2 separate regions of the Hordeum vulgare genome follow, and region 2 is linked to region 1. Evidence: chromatin contacts called from public HiChIP or PLAC-seq data. All regions are on one chromosome and are shown on one strand. Each heading gives the region's core, a stretch centred on a gene start, on an enhancer-like site or on the middle of the called end of the contact. The rest is flanking DNA. Distances are from core to core; before and after follow the strand shown.

Evidence for each region. HiChIP or PLAC-seq counts read pairs in DNA pulled down with a chosen protein or histone mark.
Region 2: an H3K4me3 HiChIP or PLAC-seq map of embryo shows a contact between it and region 1, with 7 times the contacts expected there. The contact joins the promoter of LOC123416815 here to the promoter of LOC123401346 in region 1. A contact is called at or near these places in 1 of 6 Hi-C or Micro-C datasets (seedling) and 1 of 1 datasets of contacts at active chromatin or transcription factors (embryo).

Annotation. Positions count from the first base shown.
Region 1 is chr1H:482,343,617-482,350,061 of MorexV3_pseudomolecules_assembly, forward strand. LOC123401346 (probable indole-3-pyruvate monooxygenase YUCCA11) reads left to right here and starts at 2,605. Exons shown (of 6, transcript XM_045095133.1): 1 at 2,605-2,785; 2 at 3,107-3,216; 3 at 3,315-3,548; 4 at 3,631-3,753; 5 at 3,849-4,009. The coding sequence starts at 2,605.
Region 2 is chr1H:482,576,119-482,582,563 of MorexV3_pseudomolecules_assembly, forward strand. It overlaps LOC123416815 (F-box protein At5g03100-like), which reads left to right and starts at 2,527. Exons shown (of 3, transcript XM_045106817.1): 1 at 2,527-3,441; 2 at 3,543-3,677; 3 at 3,824-4,396. The coding sequence starts at 2,608. The coding sequence ends at 4,138.

The DNA.
Region 1 (6,445 bases), core at 1,355-3,854:
ACGGAAAAGAGTGTTGCTATAAGAGGGGTCATGTTGTAGTGATTGAATATGTTACACACTATATAGGGAGAAGGAGACATTATATATTCTATAAAAAAAATCAGATTTGGTAATTCTCGGTCATGCAAGAAATCGTAAACTTTTGATCAACAATGTAGCCGTCTAATGTAAGAGGGGGGTTCGTGCGGATTTTGCCTTTCGCTTTTCCTATCACGAACCAAATCCGTGACCTTCTGAAAGCATATGTTATGTTTGTATCAACCAAACAACAAACTGCTTTTCTCGAGTGTTAGGATTGCATTTATATATACACCGTATAGCATTTTCCATCTTTTTTTAAGTTTAGATTTGTGTGCATATCCAACTAGATAAGAATGTAGAGCAAATACAATAGTTTAACTCCATGCTCAGTTACTTTAAAAACCTTTCACATACTTTTGAATCTTTTTATTCTATATTTTCCCCTTCATTTATATTTATTTTTTCTGTAGCTTTACTATACTAAAGGCATTCATTCTATCCTGTGTAGATCATTGTTTTTATTATTTATTTTGTTAGTAAATTTATCCTTTTTTATATGTTTAAGCGTACACGTTTTTTCCAATCCAATGATTTCCTTGTGTATTTGTTTATTTTAGCTCTTTCTATGTCCAGTTAAAAAAATGTTCATCCTCAATTTTGTTTTTAAAATGTTTAAGTAAATTTATATGAGTGTGTTACGGCTACTTTTAAGTATGAATGTTCTGTTATTTCAATCGATCATTCACGTATTTTATTAGTCTACGTTTAGCAATAACTTTTTAGTTATAAGTAACCGATAAATAAAATTTATAGCACTAGAAACTTCCAATCTCATTTTATTTGGCAGCCTATTGTTTTCACCGGTAACACATTCTAAATACCATGGTCACACAAATAATATATGCACAACTCTGGTGCTAGATTAAGATTGCATGCACTTATTCGAAGTTTTTTCATTATTATTTTGTTGTATTACGTTTCCTTTTCATATTATAATAAGCCTCAAAATTTACTTTACAGTAATATAAATATTCTTGTTACATTTATGTGACAACTTTTTGGACCAGCTGAACGTTGCAGAAACTACAATTGCATAAATGATATATGTGCAACTCTTTTATTAGGAATGTGCAATTGTGATAAGTCACACATCCGAATGTTTAATATTACACATACTTATTTGAGGGTTTTATTCAATTCCTTTTGTCTTTATTAACGATGCCTGATTTGATTTGTTTTGTCATATTTTAGGAAGCGGCCAAAATAAACCAGGGGACCTCTGTCGGCCCCATAAGCACCTCTATTGTGCCACAAGCTTAGCACGTGTAGGGTGTGTGTGGGCCTTTAGCTACACCCCTGGCCCATCTGGAACCCGGTGGATCCCTTAGTCATGTCTTCCGGCACAAAAACAACATGTGACTTCTGTCATAGGATTAATATATTATCCCAATAATTTTTTTTTAAAACGTTCTTGAACCATGTATAAATCATACGAATATAGCATGAACATTACCAAAAAAATAGATAAGTTCTGGAGGCATAAAATCCAGTTTCTTATTTTTTGAAAGGACTAATAGCACATTTTGCAAAGCATATTAGAAAATATAATAAATGTGTAGTTCTTGTGTCTCGATTGTGCAACCGGGGTAAGTAGCGCATCTCTAAGATTAAGATTTCACACATTTTAGTGTAGTTTATTACCATGATTTTCCAGGTGTTAATATGTTTATTCACAATAGGTGATGAGTTTTCTTTTTGCAAAGGAAATCACTTTTTTTTCTTCTTTTTTGCTCATACGAGAGATGTGGCCTAGAATGATATTAAGCACAACCGACTGACCTAAACCTATAGCTAAGGTCGCCTGTGGGTATTCCACTTGAGAGACTAAGGAGGTAGGTCTTTACCACCTATAAAGTTAGAGGGTATAGTCAAATAAGATTTGTACCGTTAACTGCCTGTTCAAAAACCGAATCATATCCTTATCATGCTGAGATTTGCATTAATGATTACATGAAAAACGAAAGAAGAATGTTTAAATTCTTGCTAGTTTGGACACATCCTAATATTTATTGAAATTTGTACTCATGGCAGTTTAAAAGTTTGGCAAAGCTCACATACAAAAGGAAAGTAATATTACAAAAAAATCCAAGACTATCCATATTTCATTCGAATTTGTACTCATGGTAATTAAAACTTTCAATATATTATAGCCTAAATATATTTGAATCTTACTAGGAATTTTGGTGAGGAATGCATCTGACTGGGATTGGGTTCCATGCCATTATGTATCTAGATAAGCTTCTCACAACAAATATGACATTTATAATGTTCTAATTTTTGTAGGGGGTAGAACATACAAAGTTAATACGCACCAGACTTTATCATTTTGCATTTCATAATTTAAGCATGTTTATAAATAAAATTATATGTGAAAGTTACGAGTGTATATATATGTGTGTGTATCATTGTGATTGCTCATCCTAACATTCCATCAAGCAAGCACACTATATCTCTAGACATTGTAGAGCCAGCAGCCTACTTACGTACAATCCCACACCTCCACATACTCTATTTGTTGTGGCTATGGAGGAGGTCGAAGTTCTGATTGTTGGAGCGGGTCCTGCAGGCCTCGCGACTGCGGCATGTCTTACCCAATTTTGTATTCCATTTGTTATCCTCGAGCGTGAAAATTGCAGTGCATCCCTATGGCGCAACCGCACATATGATCGTCTCAAGATACATCTTGCAAAGGAGTTTTGTGAGTTGCCGCACATGTCGTACCCAGTAGATGCCCCAACATACATACCAAAAAATACTTTCATCAAGTACTTAGATGACTACATTGAGTGTTTCGATATTCAACCAAGGTATCTTACTGTTGTTGAGTCAGCCACATATGACATTGATGGGAAGTGTTGGTCCGTCATAGCGCGTGACAAGGTGAAATGCAGAATAGTCAATTACATGGCGAAGTTTCTTGTTGTAGCAAGTGGTGAGAATAGTGCAGAACATATTCCAACAGTTCCTGGACTAGAAACCTTTCCCGGTGTGGTCATCCACTCATCAAGTTACAAGTCTGGCATCACCTACTGTGGTAGGAACGTCTTGGTCATTGGATCTGGCAACTCTGGGATGGAGATCGCTTATGACCTTGCTTCGCATGATGCCAACACTTCTATAGTTGTACGAAGCCCGGTATGTGTACTACATGTGACTTTCTTTTTATATTTACTTTATATACCGCACTTTATCTCGCATGTTGAAAAGATGCATGACTCCTTTTGTGGATGCAGATTCATGTAATGACAAAGGAATTAATTAGATTAGGTATGACACTAGTCCGTTATCTTCCAATGAAGATGGTAGATGATCTTCTTGTGATGGTGTCAAATTTCAAATTTGGGGACCTATCTAGGCATGGCATCACGAGACCCAAAAAGGGCCCGTTTGTCCTCAAGTCAGAAATCGGCCGATCAGCAGTAATTGACGTTGGCACCGTTGGGTTAATTAAGGAAAGAAAGATTAAAGTGCGCATGTCCAGTATGATGCCATTCATAATATATTAAAATTAGCTTCATGTGCCAAGTTCTTATTTTTGATTTCTTTTAGGTTCAAGGAAGGATTACTAAGATCAAAGGCAAAACAATTGAATTTCAAGGTGGGAATGAAGGCTCCTTTGATGCAATCGTGTTTGCAACTGGATACAAAAGCACGTCAAATATGTGGCTCAAGGCAATACAAAATAGATATTTGAATTTCCCTAGTGCAATTTCTCTAGATGCAAGATGTGTTATATGTTCTAACATGAGCAAGGTTTGCATGTGCAGAATGGCGAGGACATGTTGAATAGCGAGGGCCTGCCAAAGAAGAAATTCCCTAATCACTGGAAAGGTGGAAACGGGGTATATTGTGTTGGGCTAGCAAGGATGGGATTGCTCGGTATTGCCATAGATGCGAAGAACATTGCCAGTGACATTAGAGACTCTATGTCCGACTGAGTTGACTTTTATATATCTTCACTAGGAGGAGAGTGTTAGATATTGGTCCCTACAATATCCATACGAGGTTTGATGGGATGTTAATACACTATAGTTTGATAGAGTATTATCACTATAGTGTTGTACTGTCACAAACAATGCTAGATTTTCTCCAAGTTCAATTTTTTCTCGAATAATTGAATGTTTCTTCAGATTTTTTATATGTTCATTTGTTGCAATTAAAGTGAAATCTATACTTGTTGTCATCATGATGGTTGGTGTGTCTTCCTCTCTAGCCTCCACCACCTCATACAAATAAGGAAGGAAACAATACAAAAGTAATGCATGATCATAAGTAAGAGAATAATCAGAGTAACAGAAAGTGAGATATAGCAATGCACATCATTTTTGGGGATAAGGCATCTACAACCACAATTGTCTAAGTTCGATCTCCAAACACCCACGGGCACGCCCTGTTAGTGACCGAGCGCGTCCGTTTTGAGCTTGCATTTATGCATGTATGCATGCAACCATGTCCCCTACTTTGTTCTCAAATTGTCCTGTCAAGTGCATATGATTAATGAAGAGAGAGAGAAAGATATATATACATAAGAAAGAATAAAGAAAGAAAAAAAATATGGTCCGGCATGTGCCGCATCCTATGTGGAGGGCTGCTCGGACATCCTCATATCCTTCCCATATTTTGTATAGATATGGGGATTTGCGGGCAGCCGGTCATATATGATGAAAGTTGGATGCCTTTTCTCTTAATTCACTCTCCTGTCTGGGTAGTGGCTGGGTTGGCCTCGGCGTCGTGGACGTAAGATGATGATTTGGATGTTCCGGTTCTAGATGGTGTAAGTGTTGGCGCCACCTCCTTGCAGGGTCGCTCTTCTTCTTCCTTGAGCTGCCTCACACAACTCTCTATTAGTTCTGTCTATCTTCTCTCAAGAACACACAGACATACACATACACATATACCATGGAAAAAAATCAGCGCTGCTTTGCACGAGAGGCTCTCCTCCTTGATGAAAACAAGAGACTACATTTTGCTGCTTCCCTCACCGCTTCACAGCCGAATACACTTTATATAGCATACCGACGCACACAAGCCAGTGGCCACACTCACCACTAACTCACGCACGCATGCACCACACCGGCCACTACCACATGACGCGGCCACTAACCAGCTAACTAGCCTACACGCATGCACTAACAGACTCACCGCTTATCCTAACAATCTCTACGTATACACACTTTTGTAGCTAACTGAACGTAGCGCCCGTGGAGCTTTCTTGGCGATGCGGTCAATCGTGAGCACACCCGCTCGTCCGCATGACCTGGCTTCTCCGCTGCTCGGCACACCCATGTTCTTCAGTTTCCGACTCGTGTGACGACTCGACGAAATAAGAGATGAAATGATAAAGTTGTTAACCTTTATGAACACTTGGAGAAATGGGGTGCCTCAAACCTTAACAAATCTTGATAATAAATGGAGGCTGAGCTCGAGCAAAGGAGGAGAACCGAGAGGGGAATGAAGAAAACAGAGCAATGTGCTCAGGCTGGATGAAGTGGTTTATATAGGAAAATCTTTAGTCCCGGTTTGTATCACAAAGCGGGGTTAAAGGTCTACCTATAGTCTCGGTTTGTGATACAAAACCGGACTAAAGGGGCTAGTGGGGCCCAGCGTGACACTAAACTGCCACCAACCCATTAGTGCTGGTTTATATCACAAACCGGAATTATATGTTCAAATTGAACCGGGACTAATGGTGTCTGTACCCCACGACCGCTCCTAACCACTGGAACCGGAACTAATGGTCACATTAGTCTCGGTTCAAAACCAAATCTGAACAAAAGGGTCAAACGAAAGACCTATTTTTTTCTACTAGTGTATACTAACGAAGATGGGTGTTATTGTGCCTAAAGAATACTATGGAAAGGAATACATATCGGGCCTAGTAAAAGGAAAACAAGCGCGTTCAGGACCTGCACGTGCAAGTGATTTCTTTCGTAATCTCGGTGGACATGCATCCTGGGAGGCTGGGACTCTAAATTTGATGGAGGAGTAACGTATTGCATGCAAAGAAAGAATATTTGCAGATTTGTTGGGATAAATGGAAGATATTTATTTCTCTTTCACCCACGCAAGGAACAGGCTCCTTGAAAGAAGTTGGATGGGGTCCGCCTGCCGAACGGGAGGCACTTCAAGATGGCGCAGTAATCCTGATAGAGTTTATGTCAGCTATTTTGTTTGAGTCGGTTGTTATTTTTTGCGGTCAGCGTGTTGGTCCAAGAAAGTTAGAGTCTGTAGTTGTACTAGTATAAATATACATAGTAAAGTCACTCTAAAAGCAGGTTATATTGAATGAATAAATGTGTTTCTAGGGTCAATACTTGTATCGAGTTTCAGGGGAAATTGCCTAAAAATCGTTAAGTTTGGGAGG
Region 2 (6,445 bases), core at 1,277-3,776, 230 kb after region 1:
CGGGGTGGGGAGAGAGAGCGAGGGGCGCGCGGGGATGAGCCATTACACAGAGAGAGAGGGGCGGGGTGGGGGGGAAGGAGCCGTTAATGGAGTTAGCGCTTTGCCGTCTGCCAGCGGACGGCAAAGAGTCTAGACTCTTTGCCATCTGCCTCCGGACTCTTTGCCGTCCGCTAGCAGACGGCAAAGGTCCGACTCCTGTTTGACCTAGCCACCCCGCGGTCAGGTGGGCCTATCTACATCTTTGCCGTCTGCCTCTGGACTATTTCCCGTCCGCTAGCAGACGGCAAAGAGGTGACAGATGGCAAAAAGACTGTATGCCATCAGCCAGTACTGTGCCGTCCGTTTTGCTGAAGCTGACGGCAAAGACTATCTTTGCCATCAGCTAGCAGACGGCAAAGACTAGGCAGATGGCAAAATACTGATTTCCAGTAGTGCCTCTCTCATAATAGCAAGTACTACGGTGGGTGAACGAATTACTGTCGAGCAATTGATAGAATCGCGCAAAGTCATGACGATATCTAAGGCAATGATCATACAAATAGGCATCATGTCCGAGACAAGTAGACCGATACTTTTTGCATCTACTACTATTACTCCACACATCGACCGCTATCCAGCATGCATCTAGTGTATTTAGTTCATAACAAACAGAGTAACGCCTTAAGCAAGATGACATGATGTAGAGGGATAGATTCATGCAATATGATATAAACCCCATCTTTTTACCCTTGATGGCAACAACACGATGCGTGCCTCGCTACCCCTTCTGTCACTAGGTGAGGACACCACACGGTATGAACCCAAAACCAAGCACTTCTCCCATTGCAAGAATTATAGATCAAGTTGGCCAAACGAAACCCACAACTCAGAGAGAATTACAAGGATACGAAATCATGCATATAAGAGATCAGAGGAGACTCAAATAATATTCATAGATAATCTTATCATAAATCCACAATTCATCGGATCTCGACAAACACACCGCAAAAAAAAGTTACATCGGATAGATCTCCATGAAGATCATGGAGAACTTTGTATTGAAGATCCAAGAGAGAGAAGAAGCCATCTAGCTACTAGCTATGGACCCGAAGGTTTGTGGTGAACTACTCACGCATCATCGGAGAGGCAATGGTGTTGATGAAGAAGCCCTCCGTGTTCGAATCCCCCTCCGGCGGGGCACCAGAACGGTCCCAGATGGGATCTTGCGGAGACAGAAGCTTGCGGCGGCGGAAAAGTATTTTCGTGGCTCCCTTCTTTGGTTTCGGGATTTTAAAGAATTTATAGGCAAAAGAGGTAGGGCAAAGGAGCCATGTGGGGCCCACAAGCCTGCCAGGCGCGCCCCCCAGGCCGCGGCTAGGGGGCTTGTGATCTCCCCCGAGGTCTCCTGCCTTGGTTCTTAAGTCCCTGCGTGTCTTCTGTTATGGAAAAACATCCCGCACGTTTTATTCCGTTTGGACTCCGTTTAATATTCTTCTCTGAAAAAGGTCAAAAACATGAAAAAAACAGAAACTGGCACTTGACACTGAGTTAATAGGTTAGTCCCAAAAATAGCATAATCATGCATGTAAAACATCCAAAGTTGACATGATAATAGCATGGAACCATCAAAAATTATAGATACGTTGGAGACGTATCACCTCCTCCTATATATATTGGTGGTTTTAGGGCTTTTGAGACACAACTTTGTCACGTGGAACTCAAACCTATACCACGTAGTTCTTCCTCTAGATCGGATTTCTGCGAAGCTCGGATGGAGCCTTTTGCAGGAATAGACCATCACCATCACCGGCGTGCCGTCATGCTGTTGGAGAACTCATATACTTCCCCGTCTCTCTTGCTGGATCAAGAAGGCGGAGATCGTCATCGAGCTGTACGTGTGCTGAACGCGGAGGTGCCGTCCGTTCGGTGCTAGATCGTGGGACGGATCGTGGGACGACGGTGATTTGAATCACAAAGCTGTACCATTACATCAACCGCGTTTCTTAACGCTTCCCGCTTAGCGATCTACAAGGGTATGTGGATCCGATCTCCCTCTCGTAGATGAACATCACCATGGTAGGTCTTCATGTGCATAGGATTTTTTTGTTTCGCATGCAACGTTCCCTACATTAACTAGCGTCGTTAGCGTGAAATAGGAATTGCCAGCTCTTTGTACAGTAAAAATCGCAGCAATAGCTCCTATGAAAAAACAAACTGTACATGTTTTGAACCCAAAGTAACACCACGTCCTGCAGCCCAGCCCATTGTAGTGCCTCTGTAGATAGGCAGGAGCCGAACTGGGCCAGCCCAAGGGGCGCCCAACAAGCCTGTTGGAGAGGAAAATTCTAAACATACGGAGTAACACGGGGGTTTACGGACTCCTTCGTTAGATGATCTCCACCGTCCCCTGATTTTAAGAAGGTGTGGGCCTCCTCGTCCTTATTTCTTCCAATCATCTTAACCCACTTAATCCTTCCCATAAATTTTCATAAAAACTGTCTATGTAGCGTCCCTCTGTTGGAGAAGCCAGATTTGCAGATTTCGTGACGTTTGGAGAGGTTCAGAACAGGCTTGTCACTCACTCCTCGGGCCTCGGCCGTCTCTCGAGCTCCCCCACCCAGCCAGACCATGGCGTCGGCGTCGGCGTCGGCGACGCTTCCTATAGCCAAGACGGCGCCGGATCTGCAGGAAATCGATCTGATTAGCTCTCTCCCCGGTGAGATCCTCAGCATAATCATATCTCTCCTCCCCATCGACGACGCCGTGCGCACCACATCCCTCTCCCGCCGCTGGCGCCCCCTGTGGCGCTCCTCCCCGCTCAACCTCGACATCTCCCACATCGACGGCTGCGGCCGCGACCGCGCCGCCGCCGTGTCCAAGATCCTCTCCGAGCACCCGGGCCCCGCGCGCCGCTTCCTAACCGCCTGCCTCCAAATCACCGACCCCGACGCCTGGCTCACCTCCCCCGCTCTCCGAGATCTCCAGGAGATCGACCTCTGGCTCCCTCGGTACGATGCTCCGATGCCGCTGTCCGTTCTCCGCTTCGCGACCACCCTGCGCGTGGCCAGATTCGGCAGTTGCAGGTTCTTTGTGGACTACGCGCAGCCGTCGTTTAACTTCCCTTGCCTTGAGAAGCTCACCATGAGATCCATTTCCATACGGGAGGGCACCCTCTACCGCCTGCTCGCTGGCTGCCCTGTCCTCCAGAGCTTGCTGCTGAACAGGTGCCACGGCTTCTTCTACCTGCTCATCAATTCAGCAACTCTCAAGAGAATCGGCACAAACGGAGGTCGGCATGGCTATCAACTAGTCATAGAAAGTGCCCCCAGGCTAGAAAGGTTGATCAGAACTAACCCTCATCCAGACACAACCATCTGGCTAATCGAGGCACCAAAACTTGAGATCCTTGGCTCCATAACAGATGATTTTACTAAACTCAAGCTTGGGTCTACAATTTCTGAGGTAGCTGTGGCCATCTAATCTAAGATTCAGTATTAGGCATCATATTAGTAGGAGGGCTCTTTCTAACCCTCTTGTATGTGTTATGCCTTCTCTGTTATTAGGGAATGGTTGCTGGCAACTTGAAAGCACTGATGCGCAGCGTCAAGGTTTTGTATCTCACGTCCAGTGGCCCTAATCTTGATGCAGCTATAGTCTTCCTCAAAACATTTCCTTGCTTAGAGAAGCTCTACATTATGGTAACTCTTCTTTCTTTGATAGTTTTTAGTGTTAAAAATAGCTTCATGGTCATTTCATACGTTTTCCGATGAATAAATCCTTGTTTTACTTGTCAGGTGGAGGTCAGTTTTTCTATTGTGTAACTGTCTTTATTATTTTCTTTCAGTCATGTCCAGGAAATGATATGGAGAATGTGCATCATCTTCAAGCACAAGATCCTATTGAATGCCTCGATCATCTCAGAGAAGTAGAGTTGAAGTTTTATGTTGGCAGCAGATCAGATGTCAACTTTGCCAAGTTCTTTCTCCTGAATGGTAAAGTGCTCGAGTTAATGAGATTTCGTGTCAAGGACCAATATACTGAGGAATGGGTAGCTGATCAACACAGCCAGCTACATGTTGATAGCAGGTCTTCTCCAAATGCTCAACTTAAATTTACAGCTGCTGATGGTGCCAACCTTTTGACAATATTCTGTTCTTGACGGATACCTCCAGTGACCTTGTTTGTGGACATTGTGGACAAGGTTGACTAGATTATTGTGCCCCTTAGTTTTCTGGCATGTCTTGTCACTCTGCAGAGCTGGAAACATGGCACTTTGTGACTTGTGTGTAATGCTTTAGAGATCAACTATTTTACTTGTCATGTTATTGAGATGTGGCATGTCTTTGGCATTCTAAATTGCGAATGATCGCAACCTAGTTGTTCATTTTGATTCAGAAATTAATGTATGGCTTTGAAATATTGTTTTGTTTGGGGAGGGGGGGGGGGGGGGGGAAGAATATTGTTCTTCCAAAAAATTTAGAAAGTAACTTAAGTCTTTTTTTGTGTGTGAGAATCATAGCTTATGCTTTCAGTAACAAGGTGAAGGAGTAAAAGTTCACATAGTTTACGAGAAATGATGGGGCGTTTGTTTTTAAAATCCCTATTTGCTCCCTAGTGATTTGGGATATTAAATCTACTGCATGAGTATCCTGTATGCAATACTTGGCCTGTGATGCTCAAAGAAAAGGCCTAATGGGACGTATGTTGGTTGATACACTACCTTCGTCCTGAATTACTTGTCTTAGATTTATCTAGATACGGATGTATCTAGATACTAAAAATCTGTATTTAAACAAATCTAAGACAAGTAATTCGGGACTGAGACAATACTTCATTCTCTATTATACCAACTTACTTGCAAAATTAATCTCCATTTTTGATTTGAAGAAGTATTTGGCACACATATTATTGCATTTCTTCGTATTGGAGGTCCAAACAGCGAGAACTTTGAAAAAGTTGGAAAATCAATATGTTCAGTGCTAGTGCTTTGAATATTTTATGTTCGTCAAATCCTGCAGCAGAGCAACTGCATCTTGAATTTTTGATACTCATTCCTCCTGCTCATACACTTAAAAAATTATCAAATATTTCTAGTGTTGTAGTTTAAGAACCTAGTAGATTTTCGATTCCTTGTCATACTCAAATCAAGAATTTTCTACTTATGTAATAGGTGGGATACATTATCCTTCTGCATTCAGAGAGAACCAATTTCATTTTAAACATGTAGAATCACCTTCTTGTAATTTCGTCAGCAGGTGTGTCTAAAAAGTAATGTCTGTCACATACACCAATACATATCAACGTCTGGGCACAGCTTAATTTTTTTCATTTTTTATGAAAACTCCAGGACTTCATTCATTCAGTAGACAGTAATGGCATGGCTGCAAATTTAGAGATACAAACTGGTCTCTAATCGTCAGAAAATAATGTTTCTGAAGAGATTCTAAACAGCACATTGGTCAAGGCCGTGAACTGGTCTATTTGCTCCCTTATCCTTGAATTGTGCCCCTGATGCCCCCATCTCATGCCGCCCCTCCACAAGCTGTGTCGCCCGTAAGGTAAGGCTTATTTTGTGAACTGAGCCGTTGAATTGTGCCCCTGATGCCCCCATCTCATGCCGCCCCTCCACAAGCTGTGTCGCCCGTAAGGTAAGGCTTATTTTGTGAACTGAGCCGTTTTTATGCCTACGATATACACATATAATTTGTTATTGTTTTACTCCCTCCGTCCCAAAATAAGTGTCTCAACTTTATACTAGCTCTAGTACAAATTTGTACTAAGCTTAAGACAGTTATTGTGGGACGGAGGGAGTACTTCAAATTATGCATTTTTGCAATACCTCCATCCCAAAATATAATATGTTTTGGTAGGCTCTTTTAGCCTAACAAAATATCTTGTATTTTGGGACAAAGGAATATTCAAGTACAGGTTTATTTTGTGTCTGTTTACATTGGCTGCCTGCTACGCGTGAGCAATGAGTGTTATAGATATGAACTGAACAGACACTTGTTCACTCTACTGTTGTACTGTATAATGTAGCATTGGAATAAAGGAAAATACTTTTCTCTAGACTGCGGGAAGATTCTTAACTTTTGAGTCTGACGTTCTTGTGATATCACTATGCACTCTGTTAAATCGCTTTCTTAAACCATTGATTCTTGAATGAGAAACAAAGCTCATAAAGGTCAATCATAGGTGGACTCATTGTCAGTTTTTGTTGTTTTTGCATTTTACTTACACCTTCTCCAGTTCAGAAGTTAAGAGAAATTCATGAAGTTGCGTTGCCTTTTTGACATCATGCCTACTGCTGGTCCTAATGCAGTATCCAGTCCAGTATTATTTTTTAAAGTGGAGGCAAAAGTTTTGCCTTATCTCATTGATTAAGAAAGGAGTTTAAACAAGTTACCAGCGAGCAAAAATCTCAGAAATAAAAGTCTACTCTCGCAGCATTATTGAAATCCAATGT